Regions from separate parts of the Drosophila melanogaster genome. Here region 2 is linked to region 1. A link is a contact called in public Hi-C data. All regions are on one chromosome and are shown on one strand. Each heading gives the region's core, a stretch centred on a gene start, on an enhancer-like site or on the middle of the called end of the contact. The rest is flanking DNA. Distances are from core to core; before and after follow the strand shown.

Region 1 (5,773 bases), core at 2,047-4,546:
TAAATCCGTTTTTCCGAATTTCGGTCTTCAAATAATCAGTTTTTCGGCCATAACTTTAAAAATAATAGCCTGAATATGGAATGTTATACCTCGTTAAGCTCGTAATTAAATTTCCAATCAAGCTGTGTTCAAAAATGGAAATTCAATTTTTTGACCATTTTTTGCAAATTTTGATGATGTTACCCCTTACAAAAAATGCGAAAATTGACCCAAAAATTAATTTCGCTAAAAACTTCAAAAAGTGATAGGGATTTTTAGCACTGGTAATTAGCTGCTCAAAACGGTGATTCTTTTGGTTATACGACTCATTTTAGCCAAGTAATGTTATAAACCCGATACCTCCTATTATAAAATCAGAATTTTTTCCAAGCTCATAAGTGATACTTTGATAATGAGTTTCGATATCAAACTATGTCGTAACTCCAGATGCTACGTAATACATTTTTCCAACAGGTGAACAAATCTGATATACTTCATATTTATCTACCCTTCGCGAAACAGTGTCGTGCTGAAAGATCTGGCTGTTCGATAAAGTCAATTCACCTCAATCGACGTGATTCCCGATCGAGTCCGATGGACGAAAGTAAAAGTGCAAAAGCCAGTTCGGCGATAATACGCCTCCATAGCCCCAAAGCTGATAAGAATTTTACGTGTGCGTACACCGCGACATGGGGATATATGGGGGAACTAAGTGCAGTAGGGAGCCCCTATTGTGAAGCAGTAATTAATTCATGTTTGCTATTTTATTCTCTGTAGTACTATCTCATCCGTTCTAATATCTATCCAAATCTGTCATTTTTTTGTTTACTATATCGGGCCCGGTATTGATAAAGCCAAGGGTTCATGGAGGGGGGTCTTATGTACGAAATTATGGGCAATCTGTTTGTCAAGTACCTCCATCCATCCATTCCTCGACGGGGCACTTATCAATTTGCAATAAACATATACATACATACATATGTATGTACAAATGGCGAAAAGTGTAAAAAATAGAAACCGCCATTGCATTAATCAATCGTTTCCCAAGAACTTTCCCTATCGAAAGGAATGCGATTGTTGTTTGCCCCCCCGTCCGATAAGATCTACGTTCCAGACTCCGGATGTGGCAATATTTTACTGCCCACCAGTGCAATAAGAAATGCGATTGGCGTTCGATAGTGCCGAGATAATAGCAGTGGCCTTCGGATCTCGATCTCAAGTACTTCACCTCAGCGGGGGTGCAATGGGCTATTCTGGGTATCACATTCCTAAGGCTCGACCAAAAGTACCAGTTATAGCCATTTTTATTGATCACCCATGTGATAATTGTAGTCATACGATGCATGCATACATAAGCTATTAAATGCATCGGTATCGGGTATTTATTCGCCAACGGTAACGGTAAGCCATCCAACGGTAAGCTTGATTGAATCGGCTAAGTATTTTGTTTGGCTACAGCAACGGTACAAAACTATCGCTAACGGCATTTTGTTTGCCAGAGATAACGGTAGACGCCAGCTGTTTTTGCGTGCGTGGAAAAGTTTGGCCGCGTCGTCGTCGATGGCAATCAATATCAATAATGGCACCTAACAAAGGGCCAGGCGACATATAGAGATACGCAGTTTAACTGCGTTGGTTATTCCAGCGGCTCGTTGATGGCTAATCAATGGAAGTTGCTCAAATATGCAATCAGCGGACATAACCTCAAAGGGCAAGCTCAAACACGCCCACGCGCCTAAGTAGACAGAGAGGGAGGTAGAGGCAGAGTTGGAGAGATAGAGAGAGGCGGAGATTAGGAAGAGAGTGTTGGAGAAATGGATATGGGCGAGATGGGAGGACAAAAAGTGTGTCAGTGGGCACACTCACACATACAAACACACGCGCGGAATCCTCTCGCAACAACAAATTGCGTGGGAGTGGCAACGGAATAAGTTGATAGAATGAAAAACCGGGAACGATTGTGTAATCTAGCAGTATAGTATAGTATAGGGTCCAGTCCACTACGTAAAACCCATGAGCATATGTATACATACTTATATGCATATGCCCGAGTATGGTAATCAAGGCGAACTTATCAAAGTCAGCCGCACGAAATTGCTACAAGGCACACGCCGTAATTGTTGTTGCTCGCTGGTCTTCTAGACCTCAGTGTGCGTTTGAGTTTTGCCCTTGAGTTTGTCCTTTTTGAGCAGAAGCGGCGGCGTCGACAGAGGCTTTTGTTATACGCGTCGGCGCATGTAAACTGGTTTTGGTATAACAGTTTTAGCCAGACCGATTGAGATTGAGAGAGCGCGCGAAAGAGCGGGCCCACACCGACACACCAACACACATGCGCAGGCCGGCGACGAGCCTCCTACGCGAGTGTGTGTGTGTGAGTGCCGCACGTGTTGCCAAACACAGAAAATACGATAAAAAAAAAAACAAAAAAAGAACGCAATAGTCGGGTGCCACGACCTTGAGATACCCGCCACACAAGTTATGCTGCCTAGCTTAAGGCTTACATATTATAGATCCATATTTAATGGTATATATTCAACCAAACTTCTGCATCTAAATTAGAAAATATAGTGTGAAATAACCATAGTACATATAGTGTGAACTGCTGTCCTGAAAATATATTGTAGCACACTTTGCAGCTCATGAGAAAAGAGAACGTCGCCTAAATGGATTTTTTATTAACTATGTGGCAACTTTGGATACAATTCCATTCGAACTGTCCAGTAAGCCTGTACTACACCACGGCTAATGGGTATGAAACCACCATGACCCCACCACCACGTGAACCGTTTGGGGCACCGAATTCCAGTTCCCCGTCAAGATGATGATGCAAGTGCTTCTAATTATAGCCAGCCAATTTCGTACGCCTGCGCGATGTCCTGGCGAAAGGTTAACTTAAGGTGAAATGGCCACAGGTTGCTGCCCACGCACACACAGCCAGCCCACGTGCTTGCATATACTTACATAAGATGGTCTTGTACATGCAATGGTGGTAGAAATGAATGAAATAAAAAGGGTCACTACACACGTGTATGGGGTTGCAAAAACTCATGTACTACGCATTTTTCAGTCAGTTGCAAAGCTGTTCGTTTGTTTTGATGGATATACACGAACATTTCGTATGAATTGCTTCTTCCCTAATTAAGTAAACTTTTTGAATTTAACGGTTAAAAACCATTAAACCATTAAAAACCAAGTGGCAACGTCGTGCACTCTTGTAAATCAAATTGGCATCACTTGTTGGTATTTCGTTGCAGTATAAATGACATTCTCAGCCACACGGCGACTGACCGGCGATAATATATCGATAGCAAAGCAAAGCTCGCCAAACTATCGATAGTGTCGACGGAAGAACAACAACAATATGTCTGATGTTCGAAATCAACGCAAATATTATTTATCCCCCAGTTAATATAATTGAGCCCGCACAATGACAACCGACGAGAGCATAATGGAGGAGATGCTGGGTGAGTGCAGCTGCCAATTCGCCCGCCGTAACTAGCATAACTAAGCCACTTTTTGCGGCATTTCGCCTGCAACGCAGAGAGAGCAACAAATCCGGCACAGAAAATCGACGAACTGGGCGTGCAAATGTTCTGCATTGTGGTCAAAAGCAACGCCCAATTGGTGCACAAGGCGCAGGAGATGATTGTGGCCAAGGTGCGATCCACAAATGTGACGGAGGCGACGCGAGCGATTTCGGTAAACGGTTATATTTTGCACTTTTCACCCCATTTCTTTGCATCGAACCCCCACATCCCCCTTTCACATTACCACCCACAACCACTTAACGGTAAAGGGGTATGTGTGGGCTATACACACGCAGCTGCACAGTGGGCGAAAAGCGCACACATACGCACGCACTTTTATGGCTGCGTTTGAATTAGCAACAACAATTTCGTTATCAATTGTTAATATTTGCGATCGAAATTGCGATTGCCTGGCCAACTGGGCGCAAAAGCAGCTAAAACAATATGCAACAGTTAGCGGTATTTGCATTTTTGGTATCCGACAACTTTCAAAACATAAATTAACTTGCATTATTACTAGTTTGTCTTAGTATTATTATTGTTTTTATTCTAGTTTTTCGCTTGCACTTGTCAGCTTTCCTAATCTCTTATCTTTGGTTTGTCACCATATTTGTTGCTTTATTTTTGTCGAGGAAAAAGAATTAGATTATATATCTTAATTTTAAATGTTTTTAACAAACATTAATATTTACAGTGTAAAATAGTTACTTTTTTTCATAACTTGATTGAGCAGAAAGTGACATCCATTAGTAATCAAAACACTAGTATTGGTAAAATTCCATTAAAACATGAGTAATCTAAATTAAAGTAAATGTTGATTTAACCCGTTAACCGCTTGCAGCTGCTGGAGGAGTGCATGACGCAGTGCGGCGACGACTTCCAGGACGAGGCGTCCAAATTCCGCTTTCTCAACGAACTGATACGCCTGGTATCGAAGAAGTACAAGGGCGCCGAGACGCCGCACGAAGTGAAGCAGCGGATCATGGAGTGCCTACTGCTGTGGACCACCGAGTTCCCGCAGCGTCAGAAGATACGCGATGCCTACGACATGTTGCGCAAGGAGGGGGACATCGAACACGGCACCACGGAGGCGGCGGTGGCCAAAAGGGAGAGTGTACTGGGCACTATTGACGAGGCCATGTTCGCCAAGCTGATCAAGAGCAATAATCCCGAGAACTTCAAGCGGGCCAATCTACTGCTGCAGTATCGGATGGCACAGGAGGCGCGTCGCAACGATCTGCTGGCCCAGCATCGTCTAGTCCTTTGCGAGGTGCAGGAGACGATGCAGCTGCTCAACCAAATGCTGGACACCTACGATCCCGCCAACCAGGACGTCAGCGAAACACTGCACGAGCTATACAAGAGCTGCAAGAAGCACAAGCCCATCTTTCAGCATCTGCCGCAGCTGCTGGACGATTCCGATGCGCAGCTTGTAGGTGGGTGTGGTCCCTCTTGAATGGTTCACCATTTAGCTCTTTATATAACACGTCCAACTCCCTTCGCAGCTGACACTCTGGATGCCAATTGCGCTCTACTGGCCACCATGCAGCGCTACAAGCTTCTGGTGCCATCGCCCACAAGGAGCACCGCTGCTGCCTTGACCACGAGTGCTCCAACAGTAGCTAGTTCAGTGAAGTCGACGGCCAGCTCGACCACAGCCACCACTAGCTCCAATAACGCCCAGTTGCTGAACGAACTGCTCGGCGATTTGCTCATCGACGGAAGCAATAAAGCTGCAACTACAGCCACCACAAGCCTACCAAATGCCGCGGCTAGCGGTTCGAATCCGCTGGCCGATTTAAGTGACATCTTTAGCAGCGCTCTGGCCGAAAGCGAAGCGAAGCAGCAGAGTCAGCCATTCCAGAATGCAACCACGCTGCTGGAGCCGCAGGTCATTAGTCAGGGCACCACAACCGAGGCTTTGGCCAATGGCAATGGAGGCAGCGCCAGCAAAGTGCCGGAAACAATCAGAAAGATGCCGCAAATCGATATGCTCAGCGAGGAGCTGTTCCAGCAGATCCTGCCCACCCAGGATCGGATGCCCAGCTTCAAGCGGGATCCCGAGAAGATCACGCTAAACGACTTGGCACGCGAACGAATGCACATAAAGGCGCCAGAGGAGCCAACGACTGCTAATGACCCAGCTTCTGATAGTGCTCCTGCTATTGCCACTGCCACAGCTACTGTTGATTCCATAGACGATGTTCCTTTACTCAGCGATGATGTGGAAAAGAAGGATGAAGCCGTCGTGGCTCCAGTGACAGTTG
Region 2 (5,773 bases), core at 2,307-4,806, 180 kb after region 1:
AAATGCCATTCAGATGGCAGCTGCCGGAAAAATAGGAGAAGAAAAGAGACGATAACTTAGGGCCAAGCACGCTCCACTATTACCCCGACTCCAAATCCGATTTCGATTCGATTCGATTAGTGTCCTGCGGTGATAATCGCTTAATACAACAACGGGAAAATGGCTAAAGGACTAGGGCAGCAGCAGGAGGAGCACTCAGAGGAGCCAAAAAGTAAAAAAAAAAAAAAGAGGAAAACGCCAGGAAGGGCATCACGTGCTGGATGCTGGATGGTGGTGCACCTATGTGTTTATAATTCGGTTATCCGGCGGAGGTGGTGCTGAGTAAATCAAATAATAAGGGTGGCTTTCGCTTACCATATCCTTTGGGTTCCTCGTCATATAAATATATATATATTTTTTTATTTCTGCCTTAGCGCATTGTTGTTTTCCCAGCTCATGATTATTATTGCGTTTATTACGATTTCCATTTTCGGACCGTGTGGCTGGAGGCGTGGCCAGGGAAACGCCCCATTTGTATATTTCATATGTTCGGAATACAAAAAAAAAAATAAAAACGAATTTATATATACATATTTTTTGTCCGTTCCGGTGTCAGGCTTTTTCTATAACAATGACACACGATCGACCCTCTTTGCGGCACCTTTTCCACTTCCTCTAATTTATACCCCAAAATTGATACCCCATCCTTTGAACTCTATGCCATCCTCATGCAGATCCTTGTCTTAGTTTCCATGCATGCATTTTCCCTCCTTTGCTTTTCTTATTTTCTTATTTTCCGTAATAATTCATAATTTCTTTCGGTGGCCTGCAACATGTAATTTGGCAGCTGATGCATTGATGGCACATCGTTATAAGTCTTGCAGCAGTTGCAATTTGCATGACGGTCGCGGTTATTAGGGAGGATGCACTTGACGTTGCCTCCGATATGGATATGGATGTGAATATGGCTACCACAAGTTAGTTAAGATCGTTATGCAAATGGTTTGGATAAAATAAAAGTGTGGATCGAGGAGAGTGCAACATGGAGAATGGGGGAGGATCAAAGAAGCAATCCGATGCCGAAGATAACTGAAGATAAGTTAAAATATCTGATTTGTAAAAGTTTGATCGAAAAACGAATTAATAAATAAAGAGATTACAAATAAATACTAATACTAATACTGAATAAATAAAAAAGAATTGTCCAAAAATGTAGTTAAAATCGAATTCTTTAAATTCTTTTTAGTTTATAATTCAGTGTACGTTTGGTTTTTGCTATTTGTATAAACAATATCAATGAAATGTACCTTTTAGTTCCAAATATTTTTAAACATGTTTTTTTCAGGCTTGTCTAGATTAAATTGTTATATTTTTACCTTTCCACCCAATTGAACTCCTCCACCTACCAAATGCCGCTTAAAGATCAGTCGAGTTCGTTTCCTAAGTCTTTTGTTTGCTTCTGAAAATTTTCCAAGCCAGAACAATTTGAATACGGACCACGTTATAATTAAAGGCAATAAAAAAACCAACCGCCAAATGGTTATAAATATGAATGGCTTGCTGTTGTTGGTTGTTGTATTCGTTTTTGCCACTTTTCTAGTTGTTTTTTTTTTTGTGTTGCTTTCTGTTACCACTTTTTTAATTGGAGCAACAAGCTGGAAACGAATGAGCTTGGCTCATTGAAACACGCTGCCGATGTTTTATATGCATTCAGTTCATTTCTGTTTGATGGCGTTCGTTTCCACCTGCCCCCGCGGCCACGCCCCCAATGCCCTGGCCACCTTCTTTCACATTTTTTTTTCTTTTTTTTTTTGTGGCCACGCCCCGCGCGTAATGTGGGTGCGAATGGGAGTGGAAATCGAGATGCGTGGTGGCTCGTTGGGCTAATTCCGCGGGAACCGCAATTAGTCAGTCATATGTATACAAATTTATGAGGCCCCAGCTACGTGCCCCATTCGCGTTCTTTTGCCAGCGACCGTATGCGGGCACCATTTTCTACCCGACTCCAATAATTAAGTGCAATAAAAGGCAATTAAAAGTCAGCTTAATTAACCCAAACAACAAATAATATGCAAAATAAGCCGGCTTAGCGTTAAATAATCATGCTGGAAATTGAATAACTTTTGGGCGTAGCGCAGAGTCCTTGGAATTGTGTCGAAAGTTGTATATATTTAATAATGAAACATTTCTGGGAAATGTGTGAAAATGGAACTTTGCTGCGTATTGTTAAATATTTTTTCTTTATATGTGGTCGAGATTTCATTCTTGATGCACTTGTGTTTATTTGTAATCTAATATAGGAAAGTAAGTAATCTTAAATGCTGATTTTTGTTAAAATCGTTGCTTCATTGATATTTCAATAAACATACAAAACCAATAAGATAGTATTCGACTTTTGTAAAGGATCAGAATGCAGGTTGTTTATAAGAGCATACACAACCACAAATCGATCGAAAAACTTTCAATCGTCAGCAGGCGTGGACCTCCTGCGGTTTTGTGGACAAACATTACAAAGGTATTACATGCTCCAGTGGAAAAAAAAAGAATGAAAACAAAAAACGAAAAACAGTTGTCCAGGGTCAGTTGCAAATGGATTTTTAAACGGTCGGACAACCGCAAAGAGATGCCTTGAGTAAAGAAACTGGTCGAGGAGGCAAGACAGCGTGAAATTATAAGTAAGTTTTCTAGCACGCACATGATATTCGAATACTGAAAGGTAGACCGATCACGCATAACGGATCTTTTAATTAGGGCCATAAACGCGGGCCAGGGAATCAATCAAAGCGCATCGACCAACGATCCAAATCGATTGCCAAACAGTCGCGAAAGATCAACAAACCTGATTCTCAACCACCCTTGGTCTCTCCTCCTGACGACTTTTCGTTTTTCTACCCATCGTGCGGATTGCGTTTCAGTTGGCCATAAAGGCAGGGAATCGATCCGCCGATCGGTTCGCTAATTATGCGAAATTATTGATTATTGCGGGCTTTTCACTAAACCGCCAAATTGCGTGTACGTGCGTCGGCCCGACGACCTTGACAGTTAACTCGATCGCATTTACCTGAAAACCTGGTCAAAACTAAAGGCGTTGGGAAGAAGGAACACGACCTGTATATCTAGACAAAATTAAACCATCAAATTGATCGCATTGCTTTCAAGCCTTGGCAGTTATTGCATAGTTCTCAATAAAATAGGGTACAATATTATAACAGCAATATATTTCGTATATTGTGGCACTTAATTTGATAGAGTTAATTAGGAAGCAATATAATTATATAAAGGTTTTAAATAGGATAACCTTATTAACCAATTCGTTTTGAGCAAACCAGTAAAGCACAAGTAAACTTATGCCCGCACAACAATTATAATGTAAGAAGACGTCAAACCTGTTGAAAAATGCTGAAATTCCAGTGCGATAATAACATAGCCCTCGAGCTAAATTCAAATTACGCGCCCTGCCCGCTGGCGCCCCCTACCGCCTGCGGTGCTAAGCTACGACGCCCATTTCAACCGCCCGGGGGCGCTAGTCGGCATGCAACCCTGCGCGTCAACAGCTGACCGGCCTATACCCATCTCGCTCGCTCTCTTTCCTTCCACGCCGTCAGCCGCAAAAAACAGCGGACGCTTAAATTTTCGTAAATATTTGTAAATAACAGGGGCTTAAGTTCATTTGGCAATAACTAACCTTAACTCCCATCCACAGCTGGAGCTGAGTTCAGTGGACAGCATCCACGCGTTTAGTGAGCTAGGTGAGCTAGCAGCCGGCAATGTGAGGTTATGTCCGGCAGCATATAAAAATAGTTGACATCTAAATGCATATACATATATGTATTTACATACCTGATTAATCGGATATATGTAACTAACGACTTGCCATATCACCGCAGATCAACGAAGATGCCGCCCAAGAAGCACGACGAACCGGAGCGCAAGCCGCTGATCGGCAGAATTGGAACGAATCTGAGAATCGGTATCGTTGGCGTTCCCAACGTGGGCAAGTCCACTTTTTTCAACGTTCTGACCCAAAGTGCCGCCCCCGCGGAGAACTTCCCCTTCTGCACCATCAAGCCGAATGAGAATAAGTATTCCCCAACACACACATATATATATATTTATATATATATATATCTTTACATACATATATCTGGCCAATTACCAGGCGAACCTGCGGGCGGTGGCAATTTCCTCGATCATTGTAATCATCTCGTGGAATATAATTTTTATGCCGGCGATGCAGCAATGGCCTCCAGGAGCAACCGCCGCCGCTTCTAATTCCAAATTGCTCTCTCGACTGGACCTTCTAAAATAGCCACAGTGCAGCCTCGATAGGTAACACAAATCTCTGAGATTCGCAGCTAAGTGGGGGATTCAATGTGTCAGGAACTTAGATCTAAACACTATGCTATGGCTAGTATACCTTCTGGTTATTAACCATTTTATCATAGAAATAGTCTTCAATTGTAGATAATTCCAAATGTTAAAGCACGAAAACTTCAATTTTAGCAAACTTCAAGCTATAAGCATTTGATCTTATAGATTATCCTTACTATGTATCTCATACAGAGTGTTCTCATGTTTCCATTCCTTTTGGACTACAGAAGTAACAGATAGTTTCGCACACTTAACTCTATAAATTAGTTAAGAAACCATATTTGTATTCATTTAAGGCACCTTTAAAAGTTGAGCTAACCATGCTTCACTGTCCTTCGCGTTGTGGGCGTGTCGCGGCCTTAGCAATTTTATCAGATCCAGTTCCCAATATGCAAATTGCCCCCGCCTTCGGTTCGTTTCGGTTTCATTTTCCTGCGCTTTTTATTTGTGAGCGACTTCATTTTGGTTTCGCTGCCCCTTTGCGGATGGCGCAAAATTATAGAAAATTGCCATGATTGGCCGCCGATGCTGCCGGGCTACCAAGCCAGTCAGTCAGTCAATCGTTTTTGTTTTTTCATATTCTTGTATTTTTGGATTTCTGCATTTCTGCGTCCAGCCAAGTCATCCCGACTAACATGCGTCTTACCTCTTCTTTTCATCTGCTCCTGCTGATGCTGCCGCCGATGGCTTTTGCCTTACCCACACGTCGTGTTCCGGTGCCCGATGAGCGTTTCGATTACCTGGTGGAGTACCACAAGCCGGCCAGGTGAGTTGGAGCATACAAATCCATTGCATTTTAGTTTTCCATTGCTTGTAACAAAAAAAAACATATACCTGCATCACGAAACGCATTTAAAACGCGTAACAAGTTTCGGGACTTGCTATTTTCGTTATTTGCTTGCCATTTGCTTGTTAAGTTTAATAGAAAAGTTCTGCACAATCGAAAGTAATAAGTATTTAAAAAAAAAAAACTAGTGTGGTTCCTGCCTATTTGAACGTCGTGGACATTGCTGGCTTGGTGAAGGGAGCCGCCGAGGGTCAGGGACTTGGCAACGACTTCCTCTCGCACATCAGCGCCTGCGATGCCATTTTCCACTTGTGCCGCGCCTTCGAGGATCCGGATGTGACCCACGTGGAGGGCGAGGTGGATCCGGTGCGCGATCTGGAGATCATCTCCGAGGAGCTGCGCCTCAAGGACGAGGAGAATCTGCTCAAGAACTTGGACAAACTGGAGAAGGTGGTGGCCCGCGGCGGCGACAAGAAGCTCAAGCCCGAATACGATTCGATGCTTAAGATTAAGGATATCCTTATCGATCAGAAGCGTCATCTGCGCTTCGAGGACTGGAATGCCCATGATGTAAGTACGAAAACAATCCACATCCGCTGGGTGGCACTAACGCTTATTGTTATTCCTTTCTACTTA

The links. Hi-C and Micro-C count contacts between places; a contact is called where the count stands out from the background.
Region 2: a contact with region 1 is called in a Hi-C map of the Kc167 cell line, with 2.3 times the contacts expected there. The contact joins the promoter of CG1354 here to the promoter of Gga in region 1. A contact is called at or near these places in 7 of 107 Hi-C or Micro-C datasets (the Kc167 cell line, the S2 cell line and wing imaginal disc).

What each region holds. Positions count from the first base shown.
Region 1 is chrX:9,597,734-9,603,506 of dm6, forward strand. Gga (Golgi-localized, gamma-adaptin ear containing, ARF binding protein) reads left to right here and starts at 3,297. Exons shown (of 5, transcript NM_132343.4): 1 at 3,297-3,443; 2 at 3,521-3,678; 3 at 4,348-4,942; 4 at 5,012-5,773. The coding sequence starts at 3,407.
Region 2 is chrX:9,775,186-9,780,958 of dm6, forward strand. CG1354 reads left to right here and starts at 3,557. Exons shown (of 6, transcript NM_167202.4): 1 at 3,557-3,624; 2 at 3,683-3,728; 3 at 3,867-4,057; 4 at 5,056-5,116; 5 at 5,326-5,707. The coding sequence starts at 3,877.